Linked DNA regions of Ovis aries: region 2 is linked to region 1. The links are chromatin contacts, called in public Hi-C maps. All regions are on one chromosome and are shown on one strand. Each heading gives the region's core, a stretch centred on a gene start, on an enhancer-like site or on the middle of the called end of the contact. The rest is flanking DNA. Distances are from core to core; before and after follow the strand shown. Region 1 overlaps RNF157 (ring finger protein 157). Region 2 holds the start of EXOC7 (exocyst complex component 7).

The links. Hi-C and Micro-C count contacts between places; a contact is called where the count stands out from the background.
Region 2: a contact with region 1 is called in a Hi-C map of blood, with 2.5 times the contacts expected there. The contact joins the promoter of EXOC7 here to the enhancer-like site in region 1. A contact is called at or near these places in 9 of 16 Hi-C or Micro-C datasets (blood, hypothalamus, liver and 4 more).

What each region holds. Positions count from the first base shown.
Region 1 is chr11:54,852,111-54,859,649 of ARS-UI_Ramb_v3.0, reverse strand. RNF157 (ring finger protein 157) reads right to left here. Exons shown (of 19, transcript XM_027974115.2): 3 at 693-781. Among named protein-coding and RNA genes, the nearest start is that of FOXJ1, 32 kb to the left of the region's middle. Within about 2 kb of position 3,614, at least 7 of the 54 cell types and tissues checked have an H3K27ac peak or open chromatin away from gene starts, as enhancers often do.
Region 2 is chr11:54,903,520-54,910,292 of ARS-UI_Ramb_v3.0, reverse strand. It overlaps EXOC7 (exocyst complex component 7), which reads right to left and starts at 3,877. Exons shown (of 19, transcript XR_009595635.1): 1 at 3,752-3,877; 2 at 3,499-3,564; 3 at 2,191-2,375; 4 at 1,897-2,002.

The DNA of each region.
Region 1 (7,539 bases), core at 2,365-4,864:
AACTCTTGGTAGACAGACTTGCTATCCGGAGGGCAGCATCGGTTTAAAAATCATACTATCTCTGGGGTTTCCCTGGTGGTACAGCATTTAAGACTCTGAGCTTCCACTGCAGGGGGTGTAAGTTCAATCCCTAGTTGGGGAACTAAGATCCCACAAGCCACACAGTGCAGCCACACACACACACACACACACACACACACACACACACACTATCTCAGAGATAGTACAAAGAAGGCAGATGCTGATGATAACTAATACTGACAATGGTGATTAAACAGCAAACCCAGGGTGCCAGAGGAAAGGCACATGAGATTAAGAATAAATCCAAAAGTAAATATAAGCAGGAAAATAAGGACTTCCTGTGCCAAGTTCAAATATCCCATTTTCACATAGGTTTGTCCAGGTATCTGCAAAATTCACTTTCTCCCCCAACAATTCTTTGTTTTGGACAGTTCATCACGTTGGGATAACCACGATGGCTTTCAGAAAAGAGAAGGTTCCTCACCAACACTGACTGTCTCAGAAAGTTCTGAACGATCCAGGTGCAGAAACATCTCATGCGCGCAGCCCACGGCCTGGAGGCCGGGCTCTGGGTCTGGCAGAAACAGTTCTGTGGGTCCCCTGGGGAGTTGGCTGCCCCTGCCTGAAGAAGGGCGCCTGGAACCTGGCCCCAGCTGGGAACCTGGACTTACTTGACGAGTCTTAGTGTGTCCTTTCGGATGTTGATCAGGCTTCTCAAAGTCTTCACTGGTTCTTGGGGAGGAGGGGCTGCGTAAGGGAACTGTGTCAGAGACAAAGTGGGAGAAGAGAGTGTGTTTAGAAAGACCGATCACCATAGTAAGTGAGACTGCTCAAGGTCACAGCTGCTGGGAGGGCAGGGTGGCAGCGTTCCGGCGTCCAAAATGCTACATTTATCTGCCTTTCCCATTAGATGAAGCTTATGTGAGTCAGCATTCAAAATGTGGACAACTAATAAAAGCTCCCACTGCAGTTCCAAATACCATGCGACACACGGTGGCCGAGTTAATCACAAAAGGCTTTTCCGCCTGACCTTACACCACGGGGAGCCGGACCTGCAAGGATTTTCCTCCGGCGAAGCCGCATGGTGTCTGAAGAATTTAGGAACTGCAAACACAAGAGAACCCCAATGTGTGTACAGTGAAGGCCCGCAAACAGTGAAAAACAAATTTCCTCCGCAGCTGATCATATAAAGCAGAGGGTTTTTAGAAAACAAACAAACAAAAAAACCCATGAGCCAAGAGCTCTTCTGGGGTCATCAAAGGTTTTCAATTGTCCATCGTTTACCTTATACTTTCACTCTCTCCCAGTTTAGACATCTGGGTTTGGAGTTGTGAGGCGATGACAATGAGGAAATAAGAAAGGGGGACACAGTAAAACATTTAATTGGGAATTGCTTGGAGAAGATGAATCAGGGTGATCTACAATGCTCCTGGTATTCTTATAATGTCACTTGGGCAGTAAACATTTTTCACATACAGTTCCCCGAAAACCTACTAGTCTTTGAAGCTTTGCAAAAAACGTGGTCCTCCTAGCTCTGAAGAGTCTGTTCCCTTCTGCTGCTTTCAGAAAACAGAACATCTACATGAAACTCTGCTTTCATGGATTTTTGCTGACTATAACTCTTTTACTTGGGAAATATAATTGAATCTATGGTATTATACATCTGATTTTGTGTATTCAGTGTGATTGCTGATACTTCATGTGTGTGAATGTGACCCTTAAGAGAATACATGGAGGGACTTCCCTGGTGGTCTGGGCCTCCCTGGTGGCTCAGATGGTAAAGAATCTGCCTACAATCCAGGAGACCCAGGTTTGATCCCTGGGTCAGGAAGATCCCCTGGAGAAGGGAATGGCTACCCACTCCAGTATTCTTGCCTGAAGAATCCCATAGACAGAGAAGCCTGGAGGGCCCCAGTCCATGGGGTTGCAAAGAGTTGGACATGACTGAGCAAATAACACTTTCTGGTGGTCTATTGGCTAAGACTCCATGCTCCCAATGCCAGGGTTCTAGGTTCAATCCCTGGTCATGGAACTAGATCCCACATGCTGCAACTAAAGATCCAACGTGCCACAATGAAGACGGGGCCTACTTTAATCAATTCCACATTATTCAATGTTTCCAGTTAGGGTTTTACTTTTTTTTTTTTTTAATGTTACGGTGAATGCCTTGTCCCTACATTTCTGCGTGCCTGCTTGATTATTTCCTTAGGACAAATTCCTAGAAGTGGAATTACTGGATCAAAGAGTAAGCATATTTTTAAGACTCTTAAAACTATGTTGCCAAATAGTTCTCCAGAAAGCTAATTTCAACGTTGCTCTCCTGCATGCAGCGTATCAGGAGGCTTTTATATAGGGAAGCTGAAATCCTGGTTCAGACCCCATCTGTGGCCCATTTCTCCACCCCACCCCTGACCATTTTGCTGGGCTGTCACACTAAAGGAATTTAAAACAATTCTTAAATAAGCTTAAGCAAAAAGTAATTAGGCAGGAAATCCCGACACAAATGCTTGTCTATTCTAAAGCCAAAATAAATGACTTTGGGATTAAAATTTTTTTCTGGAGTAGTGAAGTTAATCATATTTATTTGCACGGGTACTTGAGAGTTGCCCGTAACTCCTACCTGAGTTTAAAAAAAAAAAAATTAGAGGTTCTCCCTTCACTCTTTGCCCCTTCTCCACATCCTCCCCACAAAGAGGAAAAACAAAAGGAAAGGGTGGGGGGAAAGCTAGTGTTCCTCATCTCCCATTTAGAATGTTACATTTGATGATAACTGGCAATGGAACGCAAATTATTCAGCGCTCAAGGAAAGGCATTGTGGGATCAACTGTTTATACAGACAAACTATCCTTCATGGTGGGCTTCCCTGGTAGCTCAGTGGTAAAGAACCTGCTTGCCGATGCAGGAGACTCAGGTTCAATCCCTGAGTCGGGAAGGTTCCCTAGAGAAGGGAATGGCTATCCACTCCAACATTCTTGCTTGAGGACAGAGGAGCCTGGCAGGCTACAGTCCATGGGGTGGCAAGGAGTTGGACATGAGTGAGTAACTAAACACATACGCATACAGCCTTTCTAGTATAATAAATCCATGCTTACATTTTAGCTCTTTATCTCTCTCTCCCCCACCACAAAAGAAAACCACTGAAAATCTCTTTAGGAGAAACTAACCCGGTTTGTAGGCTCCTACCTACCAAAGCTTCTGCCTTAGCAGCCTTTCATTAACCCAATCAGAGTCTTATCTGCAACCCTCAGTGCTGGGTGTAAAGAGACACTTCAAGTGGAAAAGACAATGTCCTGCTCTTTCAGGAAGCAGCATTATAAGGAAGATGATACTGCTACACAAATAACCGGAACGTTAAGCAGAGAAAAGCCAAACAAAAGGGCAGCGATAAGGAAGTGACTGTTTCTGGCTGAGGTAATATGGAACGGCTTCACGGAGAAGGTGGTATAGCACTCAGCCAGAGGACCTCTTTCAGTGAGTCCCCAGGGGTTGCTGATGAAGGCTTTGTGTGAACACAAAGCAAGTTCCTCCTTGGCCTTTTATTCTGGTGTTCATCAGTTTCCTTGTACATTTTTCTTACACCAGCCAGGCGCCACCTGGTGACCGAATGTGGAATTGCCAGCTTACAGAGATCTGATTCGGATATGAACGTGTGTGTACATGTTCATCCCTGAATATTCACTGGAAGGACTGATGCTGAAGCTGAGGCTCCAATACTGTGGCCACCTGATGCCAAGAGCTGACTCTTTGGAAAAGACCCTGATGCTGGGAAAGACAGGGCAGGAGGAGAAGGGGGTGACAGGGGATGAGATGGTTGGATGGCATCATTGACTCAACAGACATGAATTTGAGCAACCTCAGGGAGACAGTGAAGGACACGGAAGCCTGGTGTGCTGCAGTTCATGGGGTCACAGAGAGTCAGACACGACTAAGCAACTGAACAACAACAACACATATGTATATATTTATACACACACATATGTGTATGTGTGTATCAGCCATGTATCCTAGATTTTCTAGCCATCCTAATTTCAAATATTTTGTTAAACTACCCCCTACTTTTGCAAATTTTTGTTGTAAAAAAATATGGTCCCAGTGCATACGAGATTACTGAACGTCTTACTTCAGTTGTAAATTATTGGGCGATTCCCAGTAGTCTGTAAAAGGGACTATAATCCAGTCATAAAAATGAATAATTAATTTCAATAAAAAGGATTTTTAAAGGTACACAATTTGCTAACATTTGCCATTAACTTTGGGCCTGACCACATACCCACAGAGAAGCCTGGATATGGTCTGCAGGAGATCACTCAGTGGCTCCTGGGTCCTTCAGACTTGTCCCCACCACTTTTAAAAAACTGCCTATTATTTTTGGCTGCGCTGTGTCTTCGTTGCGGCGCCTAGGAGTTTTGGTGCACGGGCTTAGTTGCCCTGTGGCATGTGGGATCTTAGTTCCCAGACCTGAATCCCCTCCATTGGCAAGCGGATTCTTAACCATAGGACCACCAGGGGGGTCCCCCCCACCCCCCCGCTCCAATCACTTGTTGAAACACTTGCTTACTTTCTGGCATAGAATGATACTCCAGGTTCACCTTCTGTTTTTCTGTCCCCTTCCTCGAACCTATCATGTCTCCAAGGAGCCCTGGTTCCTTTCTAGAGAAGTCTATCTCAGCCCATCATGTATTCACTAATCTTTTATTGATGGAACACCTGCTCTATCTCCGGTTTTCACTCTTACGAACAATCCTGCAATACACATTCCCTGAAAGGAAACTTAATAGGAAAGAAGGGAGAGGGACACAGAAGAAAAACAAAGGAATACAAGCTAACGCAGTTTTTTCACTTACGAAGCAAAAAGCCCCGAATGCCAAAAATCTGCTTCTGAAGAGAAAGGAGATTATTTTTGGACAAACTATGATGAAAATAGAAAAGTACTGATTGTATACATAGCAGACACGTAACACTTGTGTCAGAGAATCAAATAATAGTCAATATGGAAATCAACATCTGGGATCATATGAATAGCTCATTTACAGCACTCTTTTACATAAGTGCTTGCTTTTATAGATTTTAGGACTTTTCTATTTAAATTTCAGTTCCTTTTTATTTGATGTTTGGTTATTTTCTCAGCCTTCTCTACTTCCCCTCTTCTCAGTTACACAGTGTGTCCAAAACTTTACCAGTGGATATTTTTAGACTGGTGATATTTCAGAACATTTTCTTAAGATCTGTGTTGGGGAGAACAGTTTACTCTGGTTGAAAGCTGTGAAATGAATACAAATTTCCCTATTTAACCAGCTGCAGCCCTGGGACAGGCTGTATTGTGCCTGCTGTCCACCAGAACGTCAATGAGCTATATTTACAGCAGTAAAACCCCTTTACATTAATTTTCCATCCAATCCTCGTGGGGAATCAATCACTTGTGTAGAAAGACTGGTAACCACAAAGCTGACAAGATGTGAGAAGACATCCTTTCCACTCAAATTGAAGATGTGAGGGAGACACCAAGAGGGGGTCACAAGATGACCTTTACTCAAAGATGCTCTGTGTTCAGGTCTGGTTACCAAAGGAATCCATCCAAGATGGCAGTCTATTTATAATCTGTTAACTCTTCCGCCAGGCCCCCTGGCCAGGGGCACACAGGACCAATGTCCTGGCTACATGATACTGCCTCTAAGGTTGACCTTTCCAAAATACTTAAGCCCTACTATGGGTATGCCCAATAACCCAGTTCTCTCTTAACAGGTGATGAAAGATTCACTGCAGAGAAAAGCACCCATCACAAAATCGCCCAGGTCTCCATTAACAACCATCACAGACCCATTTTCTTCCTCTATTATGATTTGGGTCACATTGCTCAGGAGTACTCAGACCAGGCAATGGGTTCTGTATACTCTGATATCAAATGCGTGGTTTTGATCACAAGTGAAACCTACTTGACTTCTGGTTCCTGACTTCTAGATACAGAGGGTTCTGCCTGACACCAGTTAATTTTAAGGAGCATTAAAAGGGAAAAAAGGGGCTTTTAGTAAAGCAGACACCGTTATCTTTTCCCTCCAGTTAAGTTGGTAAATAATGACTAATCGTCAGAGCATTCTATTATAGATGCCTGACTTTCAGATTTCATCTAGTCAGGAGACTGGTAACCTAGCCCACAAACAAGAATTCACTTTTAAATAAGAGATTTCAAGATGTCTAATCCTGTATGTAAAGAATGTGCCCAGAAAGATAAGCACCAGCATCAGCCAAAATAGGCATTTTAAAATATACAATATATTTTTTCCCCAAAGAAGCATATGAATGTTTTTTATTTTTTAATATGAATGTTCTAATGCCACCAAGTTTAGTTTTCCAGTCTTTTTTTTTTTTTTAAACACAGAGGCATTTTCAACAGGCCAATTATTAAGGAGGCCAAGTGGACTAAAGTCTTCCCCAGTCTATATTTCAAAAACTAAAAACTGGGACTTCCCTGGTGGTCCAGTGGCTAAGACTCCCCACTCCCAATGCGGGGGGCCTGGGTTCAATACCTGGTCAGGGAATTATATCCCACACGCTGCAATGAAGACAGAAGATCCCGTGTGCTGCAACCAAGACCTGGTACAGACAAGTAAATAAATATTTAAAAACCTAAACTAAAAACTAAGTTGATGTTCAAGTTGAAAAACTCCAAGCTGCCCACCTGTGCCCTTCCTGAAGTATACTGACTGTAAACTACCTATGTAAGATTCAAGATCAATTACAAGTTTCAAGTCTCCATCTCTCAAATTGCTAGAAGGGAAATATGCTCTGAGGTTGGCTATTGTGTACGGCCATACCACCCTGAATGGGCTTGATCACATCTGAAGTCTGCTGTGTTAGAAATCCCAGCTTTTCAGGGACTTCCCTGGTGGTCCAGCAGTTAAGACTTGGCCTTCCAATGCAGGAGGTGGGGGTTTGATCCCTTGTCAGGAAGCTATCCCACATGCCTCGTGGCTAAAAAACCAAAACAATGAAACAGAAGCAATACTGCAACCAATTCAAAAGACTTTGAAAAGAATGGTCCACATTTTTAAAAATCTTGGGAAAAAAAAGGAATCTCGGCTCCAGTAAAAGAATAACAGTATGAAATACAGAAACAGTTAAGTTTATACAGATTTCTAAGCCAATTCCCTGGTAGCTTAGTCGGTAAAGATTCTGCTTGCAATGCAGGAGTCCGGGTTCGATCCCTGGATTGGGAATATCCTCTGGAGAAGGAAATGGCAACCCACTCCAGTATTCTTGCCTGGAGAATCCCATGGACAGAGGAGCCTGACGGACTACAGTCCATGGGGTCGCAAGAGTCAGATACGACTTAGTGACTAAATCACCACCAAGTCAATCAAATACAGAATTCTAAGCCCAGGTGAGGTCTGTTATCTTGGCTAAACTACATATTTGCAGATACAGCCTCAGGCTTAGGAAGAAGGCCATTAGTGACTCAAAAACTCTAATGAGATTTTATTTTGTTTAGTCACTCATGAGATATGGAAATCCCATATAATT
Region 2 (6,773 bases), core at 2,628-5,127, 50 kb before region 1:
TTCCTTTTTCCCATAGAAGAAATGCTCGGAAGCCTTCCTTTATTATTTCTTTCCCTTGTGTTCTCTTAAAATGTATGCTTGCAGGTGAACCCACAGTTTTACAAGAAGTAGGTGCTTACAGGTATCAGCTGATTATTTTTTCATTCCACCATTAATTTGTGTTCTTGTTAGAAAAGGGTTTGTTAGAAACCCTTGTTAGAAAAGCAAAAGAAAAAAAACAAACTGGATGTCAAAAACTTATGTGCTGAAAACGATGCCATCAAAAAAGCGAAAAGAGGGGGACTTCCCGGACTGTCCAAGGCTTAAGACTCCATACTTTCACTGACGGCGGTGAGGGCTCAATCCCTGGCCAGGGAATTGAGATCCCGCATGCCATGCTGTGAGCACTCCCCCACGCCACGCCCCCCACCCCCGCCACCGCAACAAAAGTGAAAAGACAATCCATAGAATGAAGGGAAATATTTGCAAATCATGTATCTGAAGTGATAGGTATTCAGAGCAGACAAGAGAATCAAAAATATATGCCCACACAAAAGTATGTACACAAGTGTTCATAGCAACACTGCTCATAACCACCAAAAAGTGGAGTGATCAAGTGATGGATGGACAAACAAACTGTGGTAGATCCATAGAATGCAATATAATTCAGCCCTATCATGGAATGAAGCACTGACACGCGTTACCACACAGGTGAACCTTGTAAACAGGCAATTAGAAGCTAGACTCAGAAGGTTACATACTGTGTGACTCCACTTACAGAAGTCCAGAATAGGTAAATGTGCAAAGAAGACAGATGAGTGAGTACTAGTGGCGGGGTGAATGGGGGAGGCGAGGGAAGAAGAGTTACTGCCAATGTGTCTCTTTTTACAGGGGATGAGTATATCATGAAATTTATTCCAGGGATGTTGCATGACTTGGTGATTATCAAAACTACTAAATTACTGATTACTAAACTACTAAGCTTTATACTTCAGATGGGTAAAATTTTATTGTATGTGAATTATATCTCAATAAAGATGCTTTAAAAATAGAAGAGTTGGAGTGTTTCTGCTTACTTGAAAAGTAAGTCCTCTAAGGTAAACCTGGAGTTGTATATTTTTTTGTCTTCTTCTCTAGCCCACCCCTACGCCCAAGTTCTAGCACAGAGCTCTTCACTCTGTGACCTGAACTTGGTAGAGATCCTCAAGAACAAAGTTCTCCAACCCCTGACATTCCAATCTCTGAGTCTAGGCTGCCCACTGATGGGTTGCAGTATAGTGGTTATAGTGGTGTGTCCCCTCTGGGTTACTAGTGTGACAGTGTACTGATCCTGCAGTTTTCTGTGTAGCCAGGTGGCAATGGTTACACAATGTGAATGTCACTGAACTGTTCCCTTAAAGATGGTCAGAAATGGTAATTTTTATATTATTTATTTTTCAGTACAATAAAAAATACCCATGCATTTATAAAAATCAAATGTTAAATCTGTATTTCATAGGTAACTTGTAATGTGTGTTCTCTGCTGGCTCAGTGGTAAAGAACCTGCCTGCCGATGCAGGAGATCTCTGGGTTGAGAAGATCCCCTGGAGAAGGAAATGGCAACCCACTCCAGTATTCTTGCTTGGGAAATCCCATGGACGGAGGAGCCTGGCAGACTACAGTCCATGGGGTCACAAAAGAGTCAGACACAACTCAGCAACTAAACAACAACTTATAATTTAGCTAAATTATTAAAATGCAATCAAAATGTAGACCTGTAATTTCTGAAACAGACATTTCAATGTCTGTAGTATGTGCATGGTACTATATACTTCTCTTCATTCGACTATATTATCTTTTAGCTGGTTCAGTGTCTCATGAGACCCGGACAGGGATTGGTGTCTCCCAACCTCTCACATCACTCTGCTGGCCCCTTACCACTTTGTTGAGCTCTGGGCTGTCTGGGCTATTGTCCTGGAAATATTCCACAGCCTTCTGAATCTTGGCCATGCTTCCCAGATACTCCTCTAGCCTACCTGTAGGCCTGGAAAGGAGAAGAACCATATTAGCCCGGGCAGATGGAAGATGAATAGGAAGGACTAAGGGAATGGTATTTGGAAATGGTGAACAGAATTAACACAGGGGACTCTAGGCTCATATATATTCTACCCCGCTTCCAAAGCCTACTGGTCCAAGAGGCGTTAGGAATGTGACCCTCTGGTCCGAGCTCACCCCTCTCTGATGATCTTCTCAGTGTCACTGGCCACGTGGTAGTAGCTGATGACATGGTCCAGACAGGACAGGGTCTTCTCGACATTCTCCTGCAGCCGCTGCAGGTTCTCCGTCTGCTTGTGCACGGGGATGATGGAGTTCTCCAGCTTCATAAGGCGACTTTCAAAGGATGACAGGATAGACACCTACAGGGGGAAGCCCCGTGCTCTCAGGCCTCAGGGTTGTCCCAGCACTGCTTCTGCCCCTTGCCAGGTCTTCGCATTTGCTGCCTTTTCTCTGGTTTTCTAGACAGTAGGCTCCAAGAGGAGAGGGACAGGGTATACTTATTCCCCACTGTATCCCCAGGATCTACCACATGCCTGGCAGATCGGAGGTGGCCCAAATAAATTGGCTGAAGTTTGATTTGAAGGCGAGGCAACCATTACATTAACTTCTCAGAAAATCACCTCAGGATGGCTTCCCTTCCACCCTTTAAAGCCAGATCTCAACTTATGTTCTCCCTGATGCTTTCCTAGACTGAACAGGAACTACTTTCATATAGAGTAGCCTCAAGGTACTCTATACCAGCATTCCTGGTACCTTCAAACCCCCTCTCTCTAAGGCTAAATCTCATTAAGTAAGGACTAGCACCTGATGACTGTGTTACTGAATACATACCCACCTTTCTATCTACTACTCAGTTTGGGTTTTCCAGGCTCTTTTCAGAATAAGAAAGGAAGTTCATGTTTATTGAGTACCTATTGTATACCAGATACTGTGCAAGAGGCATTTCCATGCATTAGCTTCTATGACCTTCACAGCTACAATGGAGATTGGCATCGTCTATTTTAGCAGAGGAGGTAACTGAGGCTCAGCGTTACCTGTCAGGAGCCACACACACATAAGTGGAGGGGCAAGGGCTAGATCCCGCATCTATCTGATTTCTGATTCATTTTACCCCTCCAGCTCTCCAGAGTGACGGCTGAGTCTCCTGCCCTCAGTAATCTCAGAAGTGGTAACCCCACCCGTGATACCCGCACTTAAACTAAGGGTGACCCATGGCCAGTACCCAGCCCACTTAAGTCAGTCTCACTAAATGTTTGCGGAAGGAGAGAAAGAAGAATGGAGAACTTAGGCAGAAAGCAGAAATGTGGGGAGGCTGCCGCATCCTCAGCGAAGTGGCGGGCAAGGGTGTAAGAAGTGTAACACTGTTGCTAGAGAAACCCAGACGTTACCACCCATCACCACCCAGGCCAGAAGCCTCAGGCTTTAGGTACCAAACCCCTGGGTCGCAGCGTCTGGAGGCCCTCCCAGCGAGGGGTTACTCACCATGTTCTTGGTGAGCTGGTCGCTCTTCTCCAGGCTGTCTCGGATGAAGGACAGCGTCTCCTCCTCCTGCGAGGGGGAGGGGAGGACATCAGCAGAAGCCAGAGACCACCGCATCCCGGCTCCACAGCCTCGCCCGGACCCTATTGCCTGGTACCCGGCCCCCTCCACTCCTGCTACCTCCCCTCCCTGAGTGGACGCCCGGCCCGGATCTCGGCCCCTTCCCTCACCTCCTCCCCCGCCTCCCCAGCCCCACCTGCTTCAGCTTGTCCTCGATCTCCCGCCGCCGGGCGGACGCCTCCTGCGGGGGAATCATGACTTCGACCCTCCCTGCGAGCGGCTCCCACAGCCGAGCGGCTCCCACAGCCCAGCGTCTGGCTTCAGAGAGCCCTCTCGGCTCCCGTCCCTGTCACACCCACTTCCGCCCGTGGCCCCCTCCCGGGGGCCCGTTTGCCGCCATGTTGGGAGTGGCAGGCGGAAGTGCGCCTGCGTGGAACTCAGGGACAGGGGAACCCGGCAGGTGGCCATCTTGGGTGTGGCGGGGAGGTGCACCGGGTTTCACCTTGATGCGTGTTGCCGCACTCATCAGAGAAGGTTCTCTAGGGGTGTTTTGTCCCGCAGCTGGCACAACAGTTACAGCTCACTTGCCGTCTTCGTGGGAAGGCTGACTCTTTTCACAAAGATTAATAACAAATTCGTTTGTCTGGATCCAGGCACAGATGAGGTGTTCCCCCGCAAAGCACAGCACAGAGCTTGTCACACAGCAGGCGCCTAATGTGTGCTCATTTAATGACCGAGGGACCTATGTAGTCGTGTCCCCCTTCGGCCCTAAAAGCTCTCACGGAATGCGCCCTGTGTGCAAGCCCTGGCCCGGGCAAAGAATGGTCGCCCATGGCCCCAGAGGCATCCATAACTACAATCCCGACTTGTGAGGGGCTCGGCCAAATTCCTGGGGTAGGAGGGGTTCTGGGAGCACTCATCCCGGGGACTGGGATGGGACCAGAGAGAAGCTCCAAGCGCCACACTAAGGTGTCTGTTTTGGAAAGAGAGACATGGTTTTATTTGCTGGGGGTGAGGGCCAGGCCGCGGGTAGCGAGTGGCTTCAGCGGTGTATTTGCCCAGGTCTGGAAACAGTGCAAGGGGAAGGCTGAAAAAGTCCAGACCTGTCCGAGGGGTTAGAACCCAGGTGGTGTTCTCAGTGATGGAGACGCTGAGGCCTATCTGCTGGTGCTCAGACACAAGGGGAGCGTTTCTCATAGGGCCGCTGAGGACATCAGAAAGGCCTGGAGGGCTGGTAGGGACCCTCCTGCAAGAGGCCAAAATATCTCAGCTCCTTTGCCCAGAGTCTCCTCTAATTAGGGGCCAGCCAGGGGTGGGGAGGTGGCCCTGGGTCAGGGTTCCTGCAGGGATGAATGTTCTAGATTCACCACAGACACAGCTCCTGCAAAACCTAGTATTACTCCCTCCTCCATTGCAGAGGCTCACCCTGCCTCTGGTCTCACCCTGGGGTGGTAAGTGGCTGCACAGCTTTGTTGAGGCATCCAGATACAGGAAGACAGACAGTGAAGCATATGCTGGTGGGTGAGAAGGTTTGGGGGGCATCAAGTTATAGGGCTCCCAAGGCTCTCCCAGGGGCCAGCCAGTTCCACAAAAAGGAGGAAGAAGTGGGACTGAGCCCCTGGAGAGGGATTGGACAGCTTTCTTTTGGGGCGAGAGGACAGTTTCAGATCTGGCTGATGGCCGTGAAAGTACTGATGAAGGAAATATCTGGGAGGCGCACCCCTATTGCAGATGAGGGAGATAAAAAGGCGTGTAAGGTAAGGCGTAAAAGGTGTGTAAGGACACCTAGGATGACTCCATTGAGGTGGTCCTTGTGCAGCCCTGAGAACTAAGTGAAAGGAAAAGTTTAAATTGTTAGCAGCCAGAGAAAAGAAAAAGTGGACTAGAGGGCTTTGGTGGAAAGGACTTTGGGCTCAGATGGACCAGCCCTAAGAGCCTCATTCAACACTTAACCTCTCTGACTAGCACCCAGCCCACAGTAGACCCTCCAGAAAATGAATAACATCATCTCAAGAAGAAATCCTTTACGGCTATGGACAAATACTCTGAGCTTTTTATATTCCATTGCAATTTTGTGAACTATATACATGTGTGTTTTGTGTTTTCTCAAATATCCTTCTCTAAGGGCAATTTGCTTGCTCCTTGTGAGGAAAGCTATGACAAACCTAGACAATGTATTAAAAAGCAGACACACTTTGCAGACAAAGGTCCATATAGTCAAACATGTGATTTTTCCAGTAGTCATGTAAAAATATAAGAGTTGGACGGTAAAGAAGGCTGAGCACGGAAGAATTGATGCTTCCAAACTGTGTTGCTGGAGAAGATCCTTGAGAGTCCCTTGGACAGCAAGCAAATCAAACCAGTCAATCTTAAAGGAAATCAATCTTGATTAATCACTGGCAGAACTGATGCTGAAGCTCCAAAACTTTGGCTGCCTGATGCGAAGAGCTGACTCATTGGAAAAGATCTGATACTGGGAAAGATTGAAGGTGAAAGGAGAAGGGGACAGCGGAGGATGAGATGGTTAGATGGCATTACTGACTGAATGGACATGAATCTGAGCAAATTCTGGGTGATAGTGAAAGTCGGGGGAGCCTGGTCCATGGGGTCACAAGGAGTCGGACACGACTTAGCGACTGAACAACAAAGTGTGGTTTGGTAGCCAGCTACCATGATTTGAGAGCCTTCTGTTTGCCCGGATCTGTCACAGGCACCACTTTGCATTAGCTTGTCTAATCTTCACAATAAACTTACAAGTCAGGCACAGCTGTTCATCTCCCTTCTGCAGAGGAGGAAGGTCAGGCTCAGAGAGGTCACAGCTGCACTGAGTCAACACAGCTGGCCAGGAGACCTCTGCCTCCCCAGGCCAGGTAGCTCGGGAGTTCTGCATGCTGTTATGCAAAGCTGTTAGTCTGACTTGAAGAAAATCCATTGTGAAATGTGAATCCATTATTATATTTATACCAGCCATATCTAGTAAAGAGTAGATAGGAAAAGAATGAAAAGATGAGTTGTTTATTTTTTTTCAGGTGAGCTTTAACATTATTTTCACAACTGTAAGTTGAATGTCCTCCGAGTAAACTGGCTTGAATCAAGGTGGTGGGGCGAGTGTTCCGCCCTCCCCCAGGCTGGGCCAAGTGGGACACGAGGGGGCGCCCAATACCCACTGGTACCTTTACACCGCGCCCCCTGGAACCTCCGAGAAAGTCAAGCGGGTG